7 separate regions of the Mus musculus genome follow, and regions 2, 3, 4, 5, 6 and 7 are each linked to region 1. A link is a contact called in public ChIA-PET and HiChIP or PLAC-seq data. All regions are on one chromosome and are shown on one strand. Each heading gives the region's core, a stretch centred on a gene start, on an enhancer-like site or on the middle of the called end of the contact. The rest is flanking DNA. Distances are from core to core; before and after follow the strand shown. Region 1 holds the start of Zfand3 (zinc finger, AN1-type domain 3). Region 2 overlaps Btbd9 (BTB (POZ) domain containing 9). Region 3 holds the start of Tbc1d22b (TBC1 domain family, member 22B). Region 4 overlaps Btbd9 (BTB (POZ) domain containing 9). Region 5 overlaps Btbd9 (BTB (POZ) domain containing 9). Region 6 overlaps Btbd9 (BTB (POZ) domain containing 9). Region 7 holds the start of Ccdc167 (coiled-coil domain containing 167).

Evidence for each region. ChIA-PET counts read pairs in DNA pulled down with a chosen protein or histone mark. HiChIP or PLAC-seq counts read pairs in DNA pulled down with a chosen protein or histone mark.
Region 2: a contact with region 1 is called in an H3K4me3 HiChIP or PLAC-seq map of stem cell-derived neural progenitor cells, with 23 read pairs. The contact joins the enhancer-like site here to the promoter of Zfand3 in region 1. A contact is called at or near these places in 4 of 39 promoter capture datasets (the C10 cell line, cranial neural crest and embryonic stem cells), 1 of 15 datasets of contacts at CTCF or cohesin (the NIH/3T3 cell line), 1 of 484 Hi-C or Micro-C datasets (nephron progenitors), 19 of 115 datasets of contacts at active chromatin or transcription factors (SST interneurons, bone marrow-derived dendritic cells, bone marrow-derived macrophages and 12 more) and 3 of 9 other capture datasets (adipose tissue, embryonic stem cells and liver).
Region 3: an RNA polymerase II ChIA-PET map of memory CD8 T cells shows a contact between it and region 1, with 8 read pairs. The contact joins the promoter of Tbc1d22b here to the promoter of Zfand3 in region 1. A contact is called at or near these places in 1 of 484 Hi-C or Micro-C datasets (LSK cells), 1 of 115 datasets of contacts at active chromatin or transcription factors (memory CD8 T cells) and 1 of 9 other capture datasets (pancreatic islet).
Region 4: an H3K4me3 HiChIP or PLAC-seq map of forebrain shows a contact between it and region 1, with 5 times the contacts expected there. The contact joins the enhancer-like site here to the promoter of Zfand3 in region 1. A contact is called at or near these places in 4 of 39 promoter capture datasets (HPC-7-derived erythroid cells, cranial neural crest and embryonic stem cells), 1 of 484 Hi-C or Micro-C datasets (muscle stem cells) and 21 of 115 datasets of contacts at active chromatin or transcription factors (SST interneurons, T-cell acute lymphoblastic leukemia, acute myeloid leukemia and 12 more).
Region 5: an H3K4me3 HiChIP or PLAC-seq map of intestinal villus epithelium shows a contact between it and region 1, with 7 read pairs. The contact joins the enhancer-like site here to the promoter of Zfand3 in region 1. A contact is called at or near these places in 2 of 39 promoter capture datasets (the 3T3-L1 cell line and cranial neural crest), 11 of 115 datasets of contacts at active chromatin or transcription factors (SST interneurons, bone marrow-derived macrophages, embryonic basal ganglia and 8 more) and 3 of 9 other capture datasets (adipose tissue, liver and pancreatic islet).
Region 6: a contact with region 1 is called in an H3K4me3 HiChIP or PLAC-seq map of forebrain, with 2.8 times the contacts expected there. The contact joins the enhancer-like site here to the promoter of Zfand3 in region 1. A contact is called at or near these places in 2 of 39 promoter capture datasets (cranial neural crest and second pharyngeal arch cranial neural crest) and 8 of 115 datasets of contacts at active chromatin or transcription factors (bone marrow-derived macrophages, embryonic forebrain, embryonic hindbrain and 4 more).
Region 7: an H3K27ac HiChIP or PLAC-seq map of embryonic stem cells shows a contact between it and region 1, with 9 read pairs. The contact joins the promoter of Ccdc167 here to the promoter of Zfand3 in region 1. A contact is called at or near these places in 4 of 39 promoter capture datasets (HPC-7-derived erythroid cells, embryonic stem cells, hippocampal neurons and 1 more), 1 of 15 datasets of contacts at CTCF or cohesin (the NIH/3T3 cell line), 3 of 484 Hi-C or Micro-C datasets (B cells, cortical neurons and double positive thymocytes) and 7 of 115 datasets of contacts at active chromatin or transcription factors (the HPC-7 cell line, embryonic forebrain, embryonic limb bud and 4 more).

The regions. Positions count from the first base shown.
Region 1 is chr17:30,003,724-30,006,482 of GRCm38.p6, forward strand. It overlaps Zfand3 (zinc finger, AN1-type domain 3), which reads left to right and starts at 1,316. Exons shown (of 6, transcript NM_001356265.1): 1 at 1,316-1,585. The coding sequence starts at 1,515.
Region 2 is chr17:30,469,560-30,472,318 of GRCm38.p6, forward strand. All of the region lies in intron 6 of Btbd9 (BTB (POZ) domain containing 9), which reads right to left. Among named protein-coding and RNA genes, the nearest start is that of Btbd9, 110 kb to the right of the region's middle. Within about 2 kb of position 1,427, at least 45 of the 459 cell types and tissues checked have an H3K27ac peak or open chromatin away from gene starts, as enhancers often do. A contact at or near this core is called in SST interneurons, adipose tissue and stem cell-derived neural progenitor cells, where this site is marked.
Region 3 is chr17:29,548,371-29,551,129 of GRCm38.p6, forward strand. Tbc1d22b (TBC1 domain family, member 22B) reads left to right here and starts at 1,432. Exons shown (of 13, transcript NM_198647.1): 1 at 1,432-1,624. The coding sequence starts at 1,569. It overlaps Tmem217 (transmembrane protein 217), which reads right to left and starts at 1,223. Exons shown (of 3, transcript NM_001162901.1): 1 at 1,139-1,223.
Region 4 is chr17:30,434,818-30,437,576 of GRCm38.p6, forward strand. The region is part of intron 6 of Btbd9 (BTB (POZ) domain containing 9); the gene reads right to left. Among named protein-coding and RNA genes, the nearest start is that of Btbd9, 140 kb to the right of the region's middle. Within about 2 kb of position 1,319, at least 12 of the 459 cell types and tissues checked have an H3K27ac peak or open chromatin away from gene starts, as enhancers often do. A contact at or near this core is called in forebrain, where this site is marked.
Region 5 is chr17:30,417,284-30,420,042 of GRCm38.p6, forward strand. The region is part of intron 6 of Btbd9 (BTB (POZ) domain containing 9); the gene reads right to left. Among named protein-coding and RNA genes, the nearest start is that of Btbd9, 160 kb to the right of the region's middle. Within about 2 kb of position 1,433, at least 17 of the 459 cell types and tissues checked have an H3K27ac peak or open chromatin away from gene starts, as enhancers often do. A contact at or near this core is called in intestinal villus epithelium and memory CD8 T cells, where this site is marked.
Region 6 is chr17:30,376,978-30,379,736 of GRCm38.p6, forward strand. All of the region lies in intron 6 of Btbd9 (BTB (POZ) domain containing 9), which reads right to left. Among named protein-coding and RNA genes, the nearest start is that of Btbd9, 200 kb to the right of the region's middle. Within about 2 kb of position 1,369, at least 29 of the 459 cell types and tissues checked have an H3K27ac peak or open chromatin away from gene starts, as enhancers often do. A contact at or near this core is called in forebrain, where this site is marked.
Region 7 is chr17:29,715,614-29,718,372 of GRCm38.p6, forward strand. Ccdc167 (coiled-coil domain containing 167) reads right to left here and starts at 1,404. Exons shown (of 4, transcript NM_026782.2): 1 at 1,321-1,404. The coding sequence starts at 1,362.

The DNA of each region.
Region 1 (2,759 bases), core at 66-2,565:
GCCTTCCCGTAAGTTCTGGACTTTTAAGTTGGCTCCAAACCCCTTAAGGTCAGGTCACTTCTCCAAGAGTTCTGGTGGACGTTTCTTTTGTGTTCAAATTAGTGATCGCTAGTGGACTATTCTGGTCACCGCTGACTGGAGAACAGAAAGAATTTAGGACTGTGGTAAGGAATATTAAAGAATTCTTTCAACGGCTCAAGTTTGGCCACTTATTAATGTCCAGTAGGGATCAAGTTAAATCTTCTCCCCCAAACCAACCATATTTACCCCAGGGAGGTTTTCCAAATCAAGATAGTGGGAGTGGACCTGGGGTACTCCAACTGAGGACATCAGAGGGGTGAAACACTTGGGCAAGTTCCTTCTGCCCCACGACTTGCTATCTAGAGATGTTCCTGAAATTCATTTATGGCAGGACGGAGGCCACTTTTCCGGGGGAACTGTCTGAGTGGGTTGGGAGTAGGGGAAATGGGAAGCGAGATTCTCCGGCGGCTGGCAGTTTGGGGAGGAACGCTTCGCGGCACTCATCAGGGGCGCGAGAACAGTGGCCTTGAAGACCCAGACGGCCAGCGGTGAACGCAGGACACCTAGGCAACTTCCGGGTTTGGAAACGCTCCACCCAGCTCTGGACAGACTACCAGGTCTCCAGGCGCATGCGCCGCCGCTCTGGGACCGACCCAAGTCACCCCAAACAACTAATTGGGCCCCCGGCCCGCTTGGGGCGTACCATTTGTCTCAGCTGGGGGGTGGAGGCAAAGCTCCCCCACAGGACTCTGAAACCCGCTCTCCTTCCTCAGCCAGGAGCGCAGGCTAGCTCTCGTAAAAGTCCTGGGAAGATGGAGGGCTGAGAGGCGGCTCGCACGAGGAACTCGGGAGGAGCACGCACCGCCCAGCCTCCGAGGCTCTGAACAAAGTGGCACGCCCGGATCCCAGCTGATCCGTCGGGCTCCGGCGGCGGCGGTGGCTCCCCCGGGCGAGACCATCGCGCCGCCTCGGGAGGGGTGTCCGCCTCGGGGAGGGGGCGGAGCGGCCATTGTCCGGTCAGCGCAGTCTACGGGGCGGGGGAGGGGATTACGGAGCGAGCGGGGGCCCGGGGCGTCACAGCCGGCCGCTGCGACTCCACTGCCGGCGGGGGCTACGGGTTCCTCCCCACCCAGCCCCGGACCCGCCAGCGCCGCCGCACGGGACAGCGCCGTGGCTGGGGGGCGGCGGAGAGAGCCGCCAAGGCCGCCAGATCTCCCCGGCTCGCACGGCCCAGCCCCTCCTCCGCAGCTCCCCTCCCTCTCCTCGCCGCGCCCCCCCCCTCCGCAGGCCGAGTGGTGCGGCCCGCCTCCAGCTGACCCGCCTGGAATCCCGGCTCGGAGCTCCGGACTCGCGCCCGCCTGCGCGCCCGCTCCCTCCCCCTCCCCCCGCCCCGCGCCCCCCGCCGCTGCCGCCGCCGCCTCCGCTTCCTCCGAGGGGGGCTCAGGCCCAGCCGCCGTCGCCTCCGAGCTCCGCCGCCGCCGCCGCCGAGCACCATGGGAGACGCCGGGAGCGAGCGCAGCAAAGCGCCCAGCCTGCCGCCTCGCTGTCCCTGCGGCTTCTGGGGGTAAGTGTGGGGGCAGGGGCGCGGGCTCGGGCCTCGGGGTGGCGGTGGGGACCCGAGGGAGGCCAGAGCCCCGGGAAGCTGGGCCGCGGAAGCCGGGCCTCGGGGGAGCGGGCGGGGACCGCGGCCTCGGCCTGAGGAGGGCTGCGGGAAGGGGACGCTGGTGGGGGGGGGGGGAGGAGGAAGAAGAGGAGGAATAGGAATAAGAGGAGCAGGAGGACCAGGACCGCTCGGGCCGCGCTACCCTCTGTGGGACTCGCTGGCCCGAGGCCGGCTTGGGGTGAGGGGCCACGGGTGAGCCGGAGGGACGAGGTGGCGGCGCTGGCACTTCTGACGGGGCAGGGTTGCCCCTTTTCCTTTTCCCTTGGCCTGTGGAGGCCAGTCCGCCTCCCCCTCATCTTGGTATGAGTTGGTGCCCAGCCATCAGGAGGGTATTTCCTCTGACTTTTTCACCTCCCCTCCTCCCTGCTGCTCCCCGGGAGATTTGCATCATCACTTCCTAAATTATATCTCAGTCCCCATTTGCTTTTAGGAAGCTGTTCACACGTCATACGTTTGAACAGATCCAGGGTCCAGAATTTGGGCTTGGGGTGTAAAGTTAAAAGGCATTGTTGAGGGTCTTACTTTTTAATCTAAAACATGTTTCAGGGAGTCTGTAAAATTACTCTGTCCAAAAAAACCCCTCCTCCACCACCACCACCACCACTACCACCACCACCACCACTATCACCATCATCACCACCATCATCATAACCACCAGCAACAACAAACAACAACAAGGAATCCCCCAAACAGATAAACACCCCTACCCAACTAAACCGAACCGAAAACAGAAACTTCTCAACAGAACCTCCAGCCAGCCTAGCTTGTGGAATGTGAGAGTTGCCTTCCTTCCTTGGCTCTCAAATTCTCTTTCCCTATTAAAAATTTTCTTTTTAAATGTTCACTACACAGAGTATAGAATTCCATGCCTCATTAGGGTGAGTTGGGGGAAGTTACAAATAGATTAGATAGATAGATGGGACCCCCCCACTCCTACCAGCAGTTATAGTTGGTCCTTGGAACACTTTGGGTTTTCTAGATTGTCACCTAACAAGCAATGGTCACAGCTCATGACTAGTTCTGTGTAAGGTTACTGGAGAGTTACAGCAGCTTTTGAGAGTCAGGCTTTTTATCC
Region 2 (2,759 bases), core at 177-2,676, 470 kb after region 1:
TACTTGCGTCCTCTCTGGACCTGCACTACCCTGGGGTGGCAGACATTTCATCTCACTGCTGATTTGGACAGGGAGGGCAAGAGAGGGCTGGAACACCGGCGTCAGACACCAGGCCCCTCACCTCTGGGGTGCAGATGTATGAAAAGCACAGAATAAGTCGGAACGTACAACTTGATGTACCAAAAATTAAAAATGGAAGCAGAGGGTGGATCAGTGTGCACGGTCTCACAATACAGTTTCAAAGATAATTGGTAATGTTCTCTTCCCCCCAAAGAAAGTGAGGGTTAAATATAGTTGCTCAGTACAAGGACGGCTGGTCTTCAGGATGTGTAAATTATACATTACAGTTACATAACAGGCTAAATCACAGTCATCAACAAAAGAAAATTTGGCACAATTTGTGAATTTTTATGATTCTAGCTCATAAGCAGAGCTTCAAAAAGAAGGAAAAAAGTATTCCCTTGAATCTGCCATGCAAGTAAAACCTTAAAGAGCCCGAGGCAAGGGAAGGGGAAGGTACCCCCAGGAAGACAGAAGGAAAAAGGGGGACCCTTATCTCCATGCGTTATTGTTACTCTAATAAAACAACACTCAGACATTCCACAAAATTAAAACAAAACAAAACCTCAGAAAACCAGGCCATGCCTTTAGAAGCCAACAAACTTAAGGTGACTATGTCAGAGTCACCAAAGTCATATGAAGAACACAGATCCTTTTAAAATATGTACAAAAAAAATCTGAGTAGCTCAAACCAGGGCCTAGGGAAGAACTCCCACACCTCCTAAGCAGATCGGGAGCCACCTAGCCCCACCTGTACTGTCCAGTGCACACTTCAGGGCCAGTCAAAGCATTCAGCTAGGGACATGCTGGGATCGTCCGAGTCTTCTGTGTCAGGTCCTATTCTGACCGAGAAGCTGGAAGTCTCCTCAGGCCTGCTCGATGTTGCCAATTAACATTCATCTGTGACAAGCTCATCCTCTAATCTCCCACGCAGAAACAGCTGCCATTACTCTGCGAATCTATTAAGCAGTCATAGTGGTCGGGATAAAGAACATTAATGGGAAAACAAAGACACATATAAGGAAAGAAGACAGAAGTCATATATGAAGCAGCAGAGAGCAGAGCCACCAGGACACCCTCTCCTCCATCCTGTCAGACTGTGCCCCACCTGCCATCAAATCAGCACAATTTTTTCACTGCACACTGAATAAAAAGCAAAAACTGCTCTCTTTGAAACGAAGTTGGCCTTGTAAGAACTCTCGGAATTCAAAGGTGATACTCAAGGGACTTCCAAGTGTCTAGCATTCCAGAGAAGCCATCAATCGTGATAAAGCTGAAGAGAGAGGACGCCCTAAGCGTGCCAGAGCCGCTGTACTCCACCTCAGTCATATTTCAGAATGACTTCAAGGAGTCGATGCTGACCCAGATCCCCCAGCAGTTTGATGTGTGAGCGCTGGAATGCTGCCAATCCTTCCAACAGGAGATTCCCAGGCCAGACCAAAGTAAACCTGCATATCAGGTGGGGTGGCAAGCACTCCCACCCATAAAGCTCTGAGTCTCAAAGCACTAGGCTAGCTTGCTCTGTGAATCTAACCCTGACCTGTTAACTAAATACCAAAACAATCTGACAAAGCCAAACCCAGTCCTCTCTTGGATCTGCTCCTCCTCCTTCCCCTCTGCCTTACTTCCTGCTCTCCTCTCCTCTTCCTCAGTGCCTGGTCACTTACTTTGGATTTGTGTGGCTTCCCACACTAAGTGTAGGATCCAGCATCCTGAGTAGCCTGAGAGAGAGAGCCTAAAATGGACAGGTTAGAAGTGTAAAAGGAGGCTGCTTCCTGCAACTCTCCAACTAGGAAGAGGAGAAAAAAAAATCAGGCAGATGAATTCATCTCCTTCTCTTTCCCAAGGACAGCTCTAGTTTACCTCCTCCTCTTCCTCCACTCCCTCCTCTCCTCCTCCACTCCCTCCTCCTCTTCCTCCACTCCCTCCTCTTCCTCCACTCCCTCCTCTCCTCCTCCACTCCCTCCTCTTCCTCCACTCCCTCCTCTCCTCCTCCACTCCCTCCTCTTCCTCCACTCCCTCCTCTCCTCCTCCTCACCACAATCCTTTCCAAGCAGACCAGTTGGCAAGACCAGGGCCCACGCTTGCTTAGCAATTTGCTCAGAGCGGCACCCTCATCTCGTTTCTCCACAGCCTTCCAAGCTTCGCTTCTTTTTGCCCGTGACTCCTATACACCTGGACCTGGGCCTCTCAAGGAAAATATCAACAGCTCTCAGTCTCTGCCTCGGGCTGTCTGCCAGAGAACCCAGGATAAGAGCCTAGGTTTAGCGAAATTCATCCCTGATGAAATTAATAAGAAATCATTAAAATGTACACTGCCTAACTATTTAAGAGTCAAAATAATAAATCCTCAGAGAAAGTAAGAATACTGAGTACCAGAAACCTAAAAGGACCAGGGCAAATAAACACATAAAATGTCACCAAACAACAATGTGCTCAGAAAGCCATGACAATTACATACAGAGCCTCTGCAGTCATGCCACCACCAACAACTTCAGAGAACAAGATCAGAGATTTTCATTACAGAATAATGCTAGGCTGGGACTCAAGCCCACAGTGGAACGTCTGCTTAGCATGCAGACAGCCCTGGGTTTCATTCCCAGCACCACAAACTTAAAAACACAAACAAAATGTAAGAGATGCTATCTGTTGCCCATAGAGTTCTCCGTCTTTCTTCCTAACAAACCTTGATAGCACTC
Region 3 (2,759 bases), core at 182-2,681, 460 kb before region 1:
CATTATGAGCCACCTGTTGTGGGTACTTGGGAACCGAACTCAGGTCCTCTGAAAGGGCAGCACATGCTTTTAACCCCTGGGCCACCTGTTCAGGTCTACAGTCCTAGTCTTTTAACATTAGCAAGCAAAAGAAGCCTGAAAACTGGGAGTAATGTCTATGTAAAAAGAAATCACTGAGGGACATATAGAAGGTGTTTCTTTAGGTGGGAAAAGAAGGAGCCTTGAGAATTTGCCAGTATGTTGGGCCAGCAAGATGGCTCAATGGGTATAGGGGCTTACAGCCAGTCTTGACGACCTGAGTTCGGTGAGAAGAGAAAACTGAAGTTCTCCTTTGACCTCTCTCTCTCTCTCTCTCTCTCTCTCTCTCTCTCTCTCTCTCCTCTCTCTCTCTCTCTCACACACACACACACACTGAATAAATGTAATGTATTTTTCAATATTTAGAAACCCTAGGGTGTTAGTACAGAGATGGATTGAGCAGTAGCTCGCACATATCCACAGTTCCTTGTCTGAACAAACATTTCTTCGGAGTAGAAAAAGGAAGTACCCTCCATCTTCCCCCAAATGTCCCAGAACACACTCAAAAAAGAGAGGTAGTCATTAACATGACACCCAAAGGAGACAACATGCTAAAATTAGATCTCATTTTGAGTCAAAATTAGATTGAAAAATGAATCTATAGATGGAAGATTTATAGCCAGTTAATAAAGGAGTTGAGGATATTGGGGGTACATCCTTCATCTTCCTGATTGTTGCCATGGGGATGAACAACGTCCCTAGAGAAAATGCTACTTGGAGGATAAATTAGTATTTCCTAAGCATGACTTCTCAGTATCTGGATCCTCATAACCAGAAAGAGTCAGACCCGAAGAAGGGATTACATCACGAAGTTCAGTTAGCGGAAGAAAGGGGGAGTCTGATAAATCAACTGCTACTCATACAACAGTTACCCGCACTGGGGTATGGCCGGAACTGTCCTCTGCGAAACTAGGACCATAAGGGAACAAGGCGGGGGTGGGGGGGTGGGGGGGTAACCACCCTGGGTGCCATTGAGGTGAGGGACATTAAAAAATGTTCATTATTACATGAGGCCTTCCTTTAAAGACTAATGTATACAAATGTTATGGTTTCTCCTTACCCCTCTCCACCAAGACAACCCCAGAACCTCAGCCCATCAAAGGCAACAGTCCCATCTACTTCTTCCTCGCAGTACCTGGTTCTCTGCCTCCGGGGAGTAGGAACTTTCAGCCCCGCCTTCCTGCCCATCTAAGCCCCGCCTCCCCGGCCCACCTGTGTGCCCAGCCCCTGACGTTGCCGCGGGCCTTCAGCGGCCCGCAGGATCCGGGATCCTCATTGGTCCATCCGCCCACCGGCCTGCTCAGCCCACCAATGGCAACGGTGTTGGGCGGGGGGAGTGCCCACATCCAAGATGGCGCCCCCAGGAGCTGGGAGCGGGTGACCGGCGGCGGGGAAGCGGCCTGGGCTGGCCCTCAGATTGCGGGGTCCCGGGGGCCTGTCGCGGGGCCCCCCCGTGACCCACCGACCAGGCCTTCCCCCGGGCCGGAGAGATGGCCGCCGAGAACAGCAAGCAGTTCTGGAAGAGGAGCGCCAAGCTACCGGGGAGGTGAGCCCAGGACGCTGAGGGGAGTGGGGATTGGACCCAAAGCCTTCCAGATCCTGGTCCCTGAATCCCTCCGTCTTGGGGTACCCCCGAGGCCGGAGGGCTGGTGTCGGAGTAGCCCAGGCTGGAGCAGCTGTCAATCAGAGGAGCCTGGCCAGCTTGGGTGTGGGGTGCAGACTGGGGTCTGGGGGCGGGGAACCTCAGCTGGGAGGTGTCAGGGGACCAGTGTGAGGGGCAGTGGAGTTGGGCGAGTTGCCATTGTCAGCGTAGCCGTGGAGGGCCACCTGCAGACCGCTTCCGACTTTCTACAGAACTCCTTAGGGGTCTCCAACAGCATGGGTGGCTGCTTGCATGAGGGTTGGTGGCCCCATGGCCTTGGTTCCCAGCCCATCATCACATTCCTGTCTTCCCTTGGACTCCCAAAGGGGTTCTGATAGGAGAGCCTGGGCCAGGCCTGCAGGGGTATGAGCAAGACAGGGGAGGGGGAATTCTCAAGCCTGACCTTACTCTGTCTTGAGTTGGTCCTTTCTTTTGAGAAATTATTACAGGGTGGCCGCAGGGTGGAGAATAAGTTATTCCTTCTGGCATCCCGGAGAAGTGATGATTTTTCAGTGTGGATGCATTAAGTTCTTTTATTCTTGTTTTGTTGGAGAGCAGACCTTTCAAGCAACTTATTCCCTTAGTGTTTCTTTCTCTTGTTAGTGTATGTTGACACTGAGCAATTGTCTCTCAGTCAGGCTGCCTTTTGGTTTACTGGTTCCGTTTGTTTTGGGTGATGTCCTGAAAAATGAAAGCCCTATGTGTTTCACTACTGAATTTAAGATTTCTGCCAGCCACAGGCTGCTTGGTGTTAAGAGTTTGTGTCTGGTCACCGCCCTCATGAGTTCTATCCTTAGTGATTTTCCTGTTAAGTCTTTTTTTGTTCAGGTGTAGTCCTTTGACCTGTGACCTCGCACTCTTCCCTTCCTCCTTTCCCTCTCTCTCTCCCCTCTTTCCCATTCTCTCTCCTCCTTCTCTTCCCCTCCCCCTCCCTCTCCTCTTTCTCCCCCTCTTCCGTTCTCTCTTCACACTGTTGAAGACACTCTGCCACTGAGTTACACACAGCCCTCGCCCCCTTCTTCAAGCGAAAGAGAAACTG
Region 4 (2,759 bases), core at 69-2,568, 430 kb after region 1:
CCACAGACCTGCTAGCCCAGCCCTCAGGGTGGCAGGCTGGAGCCGCCCTACCCAACAGTTCTCCTCAGCTCTAGCAAAGCACTTCCCAGACAGAACAGCCTTTTCCCTGCCTCGTGCATCTTCTCTGTCAGTTCAGTATTTGTTCCGTTGTCCTGCTCACACAACTAAATACAGGACACTCTCTGTGGCATGTGCTATCTGTAGAAGGAAGCCATTCTGCTACACTCTGGAATACAGTTCCCAGGGCAGCTCAACTGGGATTCTGTGGGTGGCTGCTGTCCCATGGCCACAAGTTCCATATCACTCTCTGTTCCAAAGCATGGGTGACCTGGCAGAGAAGAGGTCTGGAACTTAACCCGGCAGCTCTCTGGGGGTCCTTAGACAGGCTACGGCACTGGCTGGGCCAGGCCTGGACACGTCTAACTCTACACTCAACAGTCTTTACCACTGGATCAAAGAACTGACTGTGAGAGACCCCTCCCAAACTCTTCAGAGAATGTGAACTTCCACGCCATTCTGGAAACATCCATCTGATTTCCTAGATGCCCATCTGGCAGGCTGGAGGAAATGTATTTGAGGTTTCTATCAGTTTTCCCACTGTATAATGTTGACCATCAAGGTCAGGGCCTGATGGTCAGAGCGGCAGCTCCAGTCTTTAACGTCAACACTTTAAACCTGTTCCCAAGCCAGCACAGCACAAAGGCAGAATTGTCTCATTGCAAATCCCTCTAAGGAACAGGAAATTAAAAGCATAATTCAGGGTGCTCGGGATACCACCTCCTTCCTCCCAGCACCTCTGGAAGAATGGATGCAGGCCTGAGTGAAGGCAGGATATACGCCACATGCTTACAGTTGGTGGAGGGATGCTTTGAACAACTCCAGGAAGACGTATTGAAGTCACTGGCAAATGATTGTTCTGATAAAGCACTGGGACCCTGGGAGGCGAGGCTGTGATTGGGCTGACAGCTTTGCTTAGAAACACTGCTTCTAAGAAGCAACAATTAGTGATTCGTTTGAATACTGCCTTGCTCTGGTTCCGTCCAAATCCCTGCAGTCTCCGGCACACCATAGTCTCTTACCACATAAACTTCAGTCTTATCAAGACAAGGAGGGCAAGGCGTCTTTCAAATGAAAATAATACAAATAGCAAAGGATCTATTTTACTGTTGTGAACTCTGGCAATTTCCTCTGCATTAAAAAGATAATAAGTGTCAAAGCAGTTATTCTAACACATGACAGCTTTGGAATAGAGACAACAGAGCCGGCTCACACACACACTCACTGTGGACACATGGGAAAAGAGCAAACAGTTTCTCTAACAGATTTCTCTGCCTCAATGCCAATATGGCAAATAATCACATGAAAATGTTATTACTCCACCTAATGTTCCCGTGGAGCTTCTAAATAGACAGCTTTGTTCACTGATTGACAAATGCACGGGAACAAGGACAGCAAGGACCCTAGGAGGGGCCCTGGTGGCGCCCAAGCTTAGGTGGGGCTGACACCTGACCAGTGCAGACTCTGAGATGATTAACAAGAGCTGAGGGCTGAGGCTGCAGACAACAGATAGCTTTCCTATCTCCAACGCTGAGGCATGGGAGACAGACATCACAGTCTATCTCTAATAGGTCAAAGGAGAACAGAAGAGGGGACACAGCACGGGACCTGCAACCCCAGGTGTGTAAACCAAAGCCTAGGCAGCACACAGCTCAGCTCATGTGCACCCGTGGGAAAGCTTAGTGTATCCAGAAGGCACACTAACAGACTGGAACAGGAGCTCCACAAATTCCAGGTCAGGACAGCACATAGGAAGCTTCAGACCAGACATACAGCCACCGCTACTTGAGCTTGTTTCTAAAATTAATTAACTAAAAATTTAAAATGAAAATGAAATTTATTAAACAAAATGCTTATAATAATATACTACTAATAAACTATAATGAAATTTAAATTTGGGAATCACTTCGTGGAAACATCCATTTAACATGCTTATATCATATATGAACAGTAGGAAGTGAACCATTACATTTAGAAGACGTGGCTGAGGACAGGGTTCGGCTAACTGAGAACTGTCTAACATGCATGAAGCCTGGGGTTTCACCCCTATTGTCAGACAGAGGGCCTTGTGACACCTCAAATCCCAGTGGTAGCAGGAGGACCAGGAACTCAAAGTTCAAGGTCATCCTGGTACACAGTAAAATTTAAGGCCTGGCTGGGCTATAGGAAATTCTCAACTGTATGTGGGGTGGGGGAAGTGTCAGATGCCTAGAATGGCCAACTCAACTAACTTTTGCTTACTACCTACCTTGTGCTAAATGTAATTTCTATGTAAGCAGCACGCCTGCTTTTCTGTAAGAGCAGATCAGGTCTGTGAGATCACGTTTGAGCTGCTCAGAGGGAGCTCTGTGCTTTACTGAAAAGGCGTGTTTAGCAAACAAAGCTCTCCTTCTCTGAAGTGCTCCGAGCCTTGCTTTATGTTTGTGCTCACGCTCCTCAGATAAGACACACACTGACCGCTGCCGACTGTCTCATCTCCCCATCTACTGACCAGTATCTGATCTGCTGACTGCATTTCCTCTCACCCTCACATTGTCAGGGGATAAGGAGGAATCTGTGCTGATGACAGCTAAGAACGTGAGGATGAAAGCAGTCCTAAATGGGGATCATCTTCCTCCGAAGGCCTCCACAGGTCTTCTTGGCTAGCTAATGGCTGCTGACCTAACACTCAGGGTAGGAACGTCAAGGAAACACAACCATGG
Region 5 (2,759 bases), core at 183-2,682, 410 kb after region 1:
GCATCTGCCATGCCCTGGGTGCCAAGTCCACGGAGGGTTATCACATGCCTTTAAATATGTGCCACAAGGGACTGGGTCTAACACTGGCCATATCTTGGAGGTAAAGAGCTGAGGCTTTGATAAGTATATCAGAAAGGAACGTACAGTTGAACTTTGGCCCAACAGGCCCCATAGCCCATGCTCACACCATACTAAGCGACTAAGCAGGGAGATCAGCTGCTCCAACACACATTGCAAAGTCTTAAAGTCAAACCCTGTGTATGCCTCTAGATAAATTAAACCATGGCAGAAGGAAAAAAGTGAGAGATTAAGGACACATTCCAATTCATTCCATCCCAAATCAATGACTGGCGATTACCAAGCAGACAAGCCAGCTCACATCCCTTCTCTTTGTGCTGGCACATACTCTATTAATAAAGGGCATTCTAATAAATTCTTTGTTCCCAAGTTTCTATTACAATATTTATGAGGACCATAGGAGAAAATAATTGCTAGAACCACACGGCCCATCTGGGTACTCTTTACTCACATGCACAGACCATGCAGGAATAGGAGTTGGTTCTTGGTGCCACAGCTTTCAAAGGTCACAGAAACGCTGGCTTACACTCAGAAGCATGTGTCGAGGATAGGGGAATAACTCAAAACCAAAACAAGTTAAGGGCCTAGATACATTCAGTTTATAGAGGAGAGAAGCCTACTCATACCTCAAGAGCGCTCACATAGTTAAGACCTATTATTGTGTGCGGAAGTAGGAGGGAAGATAAAATAGACTGAAATTTCTGAGTTTATACCCAACAGATCTATTAAGCACAGAACAGGCCATCTCAGAAAGCAGTGCCAGTTTTTGCAAATGGTAGACAGCAATGTAGCAGAGATGCTTTATGAGACTCAACACTGACTAAATGTTTAGAATGAGGCCCAAAACAAACTGAAGCAGAATTACCTGAGTTTTCATTACAAAAATAAATGTTCAGACTGGGCATGCTGGTGCAGCCCAGCTCTTGGAAGGCATAGGCAGGCATATCCGTGCCTGTCAGGCTAGCTCAGTCTTTAAGTTCCATGATAGCCAGGGCTACACAGAGAAATCCTGTCTTGAAAATCAAATGAGCAAACATACATACATACATACCCCCCACACACACGCACACATACATGCACACATACACAGAATGGTGTAAAATAACCAAGGACAGCAATACCCTGACTAGGGTCTACTTAGTTACCGGGCTCTTGAGGTAGTTCTCATGTACTTGACAGAGAAGGAGACTAGGCTGAGTGACCTGTGGAGCTCCGTCCTCTCTTCCATTTTGCTCACCTCTAGCCTGAGGTAAGGCCCCCCCTTTCCCTGGGTCACCCCATATAACCACTATCCTATCTCATCAATCCACTCACCCAAGCTCACTGGATAAAACACAGTCAAAGCTTCAGCCTCAGCATCGTCAACCACAATTTCCTCTACCCGTGTGTGGCATGTGTCACCAAGCACTCTTGATCCCCACTTGACCCTTTCTTTTCCATTTCCAGCAGACACTGACTGCTCTGTGTGAAGCTATAATCTGGAAGGTCAGCACCGTGTCCCTAATAATAAAAGCCAGTGGTCTCTGGTCATTATACTTGAAAGAAGTCTCAGTTTATATGTCTTTAAATACTGTATATTTGAAAAGACCTTGCTGTGCTTTAAATTGTAAACATAGTTAGAAACACAAAGACTTGCAATCTTCCCTCCTTTAGAAGCACTCATGGCTCTGGAAAGGCTCCTGCCCAGAATGTGGAGCTGGAGGCAGCACCGTGTCACCCTCTGCCCACTCTCCCCACAACACTTCTAACAGTGGCCATTAACCCAGCCCACCAACCTATGTACTCCACAGGCTGCCTTGTGATTATGGGTTCCCCCCTATGGTCAAACAAGGACCCCAAGCCCAAAAGGCCACGTAGCTCATTTTCTAAGGTCAGAGCATTATAAAGAGATTCATGTAGTGAACAGCCCATGTTTATTTGGTTCTGATGCCAGCATACCACTCCCTACACTATGATGCCCCTGAACAACACTCACAGCTCCAAACTTTCAAACTGAAAAGTATACCTACGCCATGGCTTAGCATAATAAATTCACCACTAGTGTTCTGGGTGTATTGAAAGGGAATTAACTGGAGGTTGGGAAGGCAATTAAAGATGTAATAATTTAGGCATGCAGCCATAATGGTCCGCACCGGGTTTGGGCAAAGGGGATGGGAGAGACAAGGATAACAGACATTATGAAAGATGAATTGAAGTAACCTGGCAATGGTTGAAACATCTGCAGGAAGTGAAAGGGATCCAAGCTGATTTAAATTATATGTCTGTGTGACCACAAAGCAAAGGGTGCCATGAGCTGAAAATAGAGAAGACAAAGTTGATGGGGAAGAAATGATAAATCTGTCACAACTGCTGCAATAAAACCACAGTGTGACCCAGATAAAGAGAGGGAACTACTTTTGAATTCACCTGTTTTCAAAACAAGGATAAAAAAACGTGCCTGTGTTACTCGTGAAGGTGACAATAATATCGATGAAAAGGATGTCAGCTCACTCAAGAAGGCAAGCCCGCGCCCGAGGTAAATGCCCCAGTGGCTCCTGCATGCATGCAGCCTCTCTCTCTTCCAGAGCCCCATTCAGTCTGAAGGAGATGGTTAAGAGGTCTCATCTGTTTAGTTGGAAAGCATGTAGCAGGTCCTTCATGAGAAGACCACAGACAATTGTCTGAGTGAAAATTTATGCAAA
Region 6 (2,759 bases), core at 119-2,618, 370 kb after region 1:
TACTTAAATTTCATGGAGAGGAAAAAAACAGAACAGCCATGGGTGACATACAAATCAAGAAATAAAGAACAGGAAACCGATGTAGGAACAAAATTCAATCAGACACAGATATCTAGATATGACCTCCAAATCAAAGATGTCCGTCCATTCTGAGACACACCCAGGATCGTTTAAACTGTTGCCACTGCTTAAATGGACTCACTTCTCTGCTCTTATGACAAGACCAGCCGTGATTTCTATGTCACTTCGTTGGCAATCAGGGAAAGGCAACTTTATGGACATAGTCTGTGGGGGCATCCTATATGGAACAAGCCATGTGGAGAGTACTTATGTCCCTGTGGACAGCAGAAAGAACTGCAGGACTGCAAAATATAAGTCAACCTTTGTCAAGATTATATCCACTCTACACTGGTTACGGAATAGCAATGATTACCAATATCTTTATGTAACAAAATTACTTCTAAATTCTATGAAATCCAAGACACTCTGTTTTAAGTAGTCTCTCTCTCTCTCCTTTCTCTCTCTCTCTCTATCTCTCTCTCTCTCTCTGGTTCTTCGAGACAGGGTTTCTCTGTGTAACCTTGGGTGTCCTGGAACTCATTTTGTAGACCAGGCTGACCTCAAACTCAGAAATCCACCTGCCTCTGCCTCCCAAGTGCTGGGATTAAAGGAGTGAGCCACCACACCCGGCTTAAGTTACTTTATTGTCTCTGTTTTGCGTTTGTTTCTATTCTTTCCCTAACCCTAAAAAGCCAATTCTTAAACTCCTAATCCTTTTTGAAGACATAAACTCTAGTCCCTGGATGGATTTGGTGACTGACAGCTTATTTATATAAATGTCAACTGCAGACCTCAGTGGAAGGCATCAGTGGGGTGGGGTGGGGGTGCTAGAGATTAGAGGAAGAATGTGTGCAGAGCTGATTAGCTTATGAATTCTGCTATCAAGTCTTCAGTACCGCATAGTTAACAGCTTCTGGATCCCAGCATCTGCTGATGGGCTGACTCAGGCCATGCTACATTAAATCACTGCTGCTTCAGACAATCAGGCATATGTGGGTCACAGGGTCAAAGTACCTAACACTAGATGCACAGAATCTGAAAGAAGGCCCCTTAGAGAAGTCACAGCCTTAAACAGGGGAGAGGGAAGTAACAAAAGTATGTTTCTTGAGTTGGCTCATCTGGGCAGTACTTCCTATCTCCCCACGGGTAAAAACCCGAGTCAACAAATCTTCTGATTATTTTACCAAGAAGGAAAATGCTGTAATGATTAGTCCTCTTTTAACTAATCCTTTTAATACCTCTAACACCAAGAAAGGTTGTTTCAGAATAAAAAGTCCCTTGTTTCTCCCCCACACCCCCAACAGCCTTTCTCTCACTAATCCTTGCCCTGCTGAATTTAATTGCCTTGGCAACACCAAAACAATGTCTGATCCTAATAGGTCAGCATTGATCGCTCTAAACCAATTGGTTCCTTCATTAGCAAGAAAATGAAGTAAAGAGAAAAGGCAGGTGGCTCCCACACAGGCAGCTGGGCTTCTGCTCCTTACAGAGCCTCTCTCATTAAACAGGAGTCGATCGATTGGCAACTCACTCAAAATCCACAAAAACTATTCATCACTTTTGACACAGGCCTGTTTAACAGGCCACTCAACTCAAGATTTGGATACCTGAGACAGTCTATTTGTGGGACACATCACATTCTTCCCAGGCAGATCACTCCGAAGATCATATGAAAAGAAAAGAGGACACATCATCTAAACCAGCACTTCTGGCAAGGTTTCAAGTAAAACCCAGCACGGCAAATCCTAAAAGGAGCTCTTAAAGCAACCCTTCCTAGAAGCAAGCTATTTCCACAGCATATAAAACCCTGGCAAGGCAAAAGTGTGGTTAGGGCACAGAACTTCAGTGAAGCCAGGCTGAGGAAGCAAGCAGCAATCTATCAATGCCTCACTCAGCCCTCATTAGAGAGGCTGCTTCTTGCAGTAGATGGGAACTAACATAGAAACCTACAGCTGGACAATGAGCAGTAAGTGATGGAGACTTCACAACGTTCAGTCCTAAATGGGATGTCTTCATCAAATCCTCCCCCTCAACCAAGGCTGAGGGATCTATACACAAGAGGACGAAGAAGAGACTCTGAGCCAGAAGTGATAGATGACACCAAGAAAACAGTGTCTACAAGAAACAGCAGGACTGATGTACATATGAACTACAGACTGTGGCAGCAGGCACAGAGCATGCACAGGTTCATGCCAGATAGGATCCCAGCAATGAGAATGTGAACTGGACATGGCCTCCCAACCCTAACTAAGAAACTATCTGCAACTGACATCTGTAGGCAAAGGGAAAATTGGTTTTCGCTGGTGGAGTCTCACTGAGTATTTTAACCACACTCCAACTGGCCAACACAAAATGATCTCAATGGTATTTTGTAGACTTTTTGTCTCCAATTGCTTTATTTGGGCTTTTTGGGGGGGGGGGGCGTTATTAGTCTTTTGTTTGTATATTTTGGTTTCAGGGTTTATTGTGCTGTATATTATTTTTGTTGCTGTTTGTATTTTTGTGTGTGTGTATGAGAGAGAGAGAGAGAGAGAGAGAGAGAGAGAGAGAGAGAGAGAGAAACACTCAAAGCTGCATGGGGGAAGGATCTAAGGACTCGAGGGAGGGAAAACATGATCAAAACATATTGTATAACATTTTTTCAATAAAAATTTTAAAGGGATATATCAACATCATCAAGGAAAGAGTTAGGACAAATG
Region 7 (2,759 bases), core at 154-2,653, 290 kb before region 1:
TTGAACTCACTGCCCAAAGGACCACATAATACTGAGTTGTTCCACACCTGAAAAATGGTTTATGTAACAAACCGATTGTCGCTCTAAGCCCCATCACAGTCCTGGAGCACTAGACAGCACGTCAGCGCGGTGCTTACGGATCCCTCAAAGTAGCAAACCACCACTAAAGAGAACAAAAATGCAGCCAGGCATGGTGGCACACGCCTTTAATCCCAGCACTTGGGAGGCAGAGGCAGGCGAATTTCTGAGTTCGAGGCCAGCCTGGTCTACAGAGTGAGTTCCAGGACAGCCAGGACTACACAGAGAAATCCTGTCTGAAAAAAACAAACAAACAAACAAACAAAAAAGGGATCACTGAGGAGATAAGTAACCTCTGGGAGGATGCCTCGAGGGCGTCCAATATTTTGACATTGAAGCCTGATGCTGTCATCTACAAGCATGCTGTATCACATTCCTAGATGTACTGGAACACCAGTGGCCCAAGGGCCCAGGCTGAACATGCCTTCGTTGTAAGGGAGAGGAAACGAGTCCCCACTTCCAGGAAGCCCACCTGAGCATTATTCCCTGCTCTATCACCTTCACCACTTTAAGCTGGCTTCCGCCTTTTCGTTTCCTTGCAGTGTTGCTCTGTATCCCAGGCTGGCTTAGATCTCTGAGCCCTGGGACTATAACCATGTGCCACCTATGTCCTGAGTTCCACGTAGACCCTCAGTTCCCTCGTCTATACGAGCATAACAGACATGCAACAATTCATTGAACATGCAAACGAAACATGCATCAGACGGCTTTTTTTCCATGCATGACAAACTATTTTAAAGGCCTTCCCAAACACCAATTCTAGGAATCTCTGCAGATTTCCAAAGATCCTCAAGCTACAAGGCTGATACCCCACAGGAAAAACTTCCCCTCTCTGGAGACGTTTAAGCCACTAGCAGTATACTGAATAATAGCCTCGCACTCACCCTGGAGTCTTATTAGCTCCATGGTGGTCCCTCACCTACAAGTCCCGAACACCTTTGGTTCCCACCTGTCTCTTTCTGCTAAAGTCTCCCTTAGTCTCCGAGTCTCTCCTTTTAGAATACCCACTATGGCCTGTCTTCTTTGGGACTCCCCTGACCAGGGATGGAGCTGATGGTTCTCAGCTCCATCCCTGCCTTCCTCATCGTGACCCTTCACCTCCCTTCACAGCCTCTCCCAAAGCCACGTCGCCCTCGCTTCCTCCATCTGACCCTCGACGTCGCAGCCGCCGGGCCGATCGACGCCCCTGCGTCGGAACACAGTGACTAACCACGTGACTCGAACCCGACTTCTCCCCCTCACCTCCTGAGCGACACCAAGATTCTCCCGCTTCTTTTTAGTCATATTGCTTGCTGTCTTTTCCGCGCTGGACCAGCCCATTAAGTCGCACTACGCACGCGCAGGACCTCGTGCTTCTTTTTCATTGGTCGGTGCAGAGGAAGGAGGCGGGACTTCTGCGTCGCCATCTTGTTAAGGGGCGCGTCCATCCTGCAGCGGCCATGTTTGTGAGGGGCGGCCTCCGGGTATAAGATGTGCAGGGAAGCAGTTTCAGGTCTACCCGTGAGTGGAGACCTCTTTACGTACTTGAGAGCTTTTATCTTAACTTCCTTCTTTCTTTTCAAACATCTTCCTTCTTGCATCCCTCAGGGCATCCCTGCACCGTTTTTTAGGCTATCCTCGTTCAAATGTTCTTGCTCCTGCAAGGCTCAGCCTGCAAGCCCTGGCCCTTCAGTCCCAACTTGAACTGCTCTGCCCTTTGGGATCTAATATGGTCTTGCACCGTTAATCCTTTCTGTCCTGTGTTCTTTCGCATTAGCTTGTTTTCTGGTGAAATGAGAACAGCCTGCAGACATCACGGAAGGCATGAAGAAGGCTCGCAGCACACCATATTAGCCTGAGATTCCTAGGTCTTACCTGGGCTTCTGGCTTTCTTTTAGAGGCTTGTTCATGCTTAGGATTTTAGAGTGTTTAGACCTTGGACTTGGAGATGTTTTGACTATAACCCTACCACAGGACATAGACATAGAGCTGCCACCAAAGTTTTACAAGTCAGTACCTTTTCTTTTTCATTTTTTTAATTAGATATTTTTAAAATTTACATTTCAAATGCTATCCTGCAAGTTCCCTATACCCTCCCCCCGCCCTGCTCCCCTACCCACCCACTCCTACTTCTTGGCCCTGGCATTCCCCTGTACTGGGGCATATAAAGTTTGCAAGACCAAGGGGCCTCTCTTCCCAATGATGGCCGACTAGGCCATCTTCTGCTACATATGCAGCTAGAGACACAAGCTCCGGGGGGTACTGGTTAGTACATATTGTTGTTCCACCTATAGTGTTGCAGACCCCTTCAGCATCTTGGGTACTTTCTCTAGCTACAAGTCAGTACCTTTAGCATCTGTGAAGTGCTATGGTTTTTTTGTTTTTGTTTTTTTTATTAAAAGAAAAAAGTTAGCTGAGCATGGTGGACATATGAGTAGTCTCAATTATTTAGGATAGTGAGGTGGTGCATCATTTAGAGTCCACAGTTTTGAAATCAGCCTGGACAACAGTGAAACCTTAATAATAATAATAATAATAATAATAATTAATTTTTAAAAAATTGTGGTATGGCAAAAAAACTAAAAGTAGATAGATGTTGTCTGAAAGAGTGGGGATGTGGTTCAAAAAGCTGCCATAGATCCCTCAGGTACCTACGTTCCATTCTTGTACTGGATATTATCTCACACCGCAGGGCCTCTCTG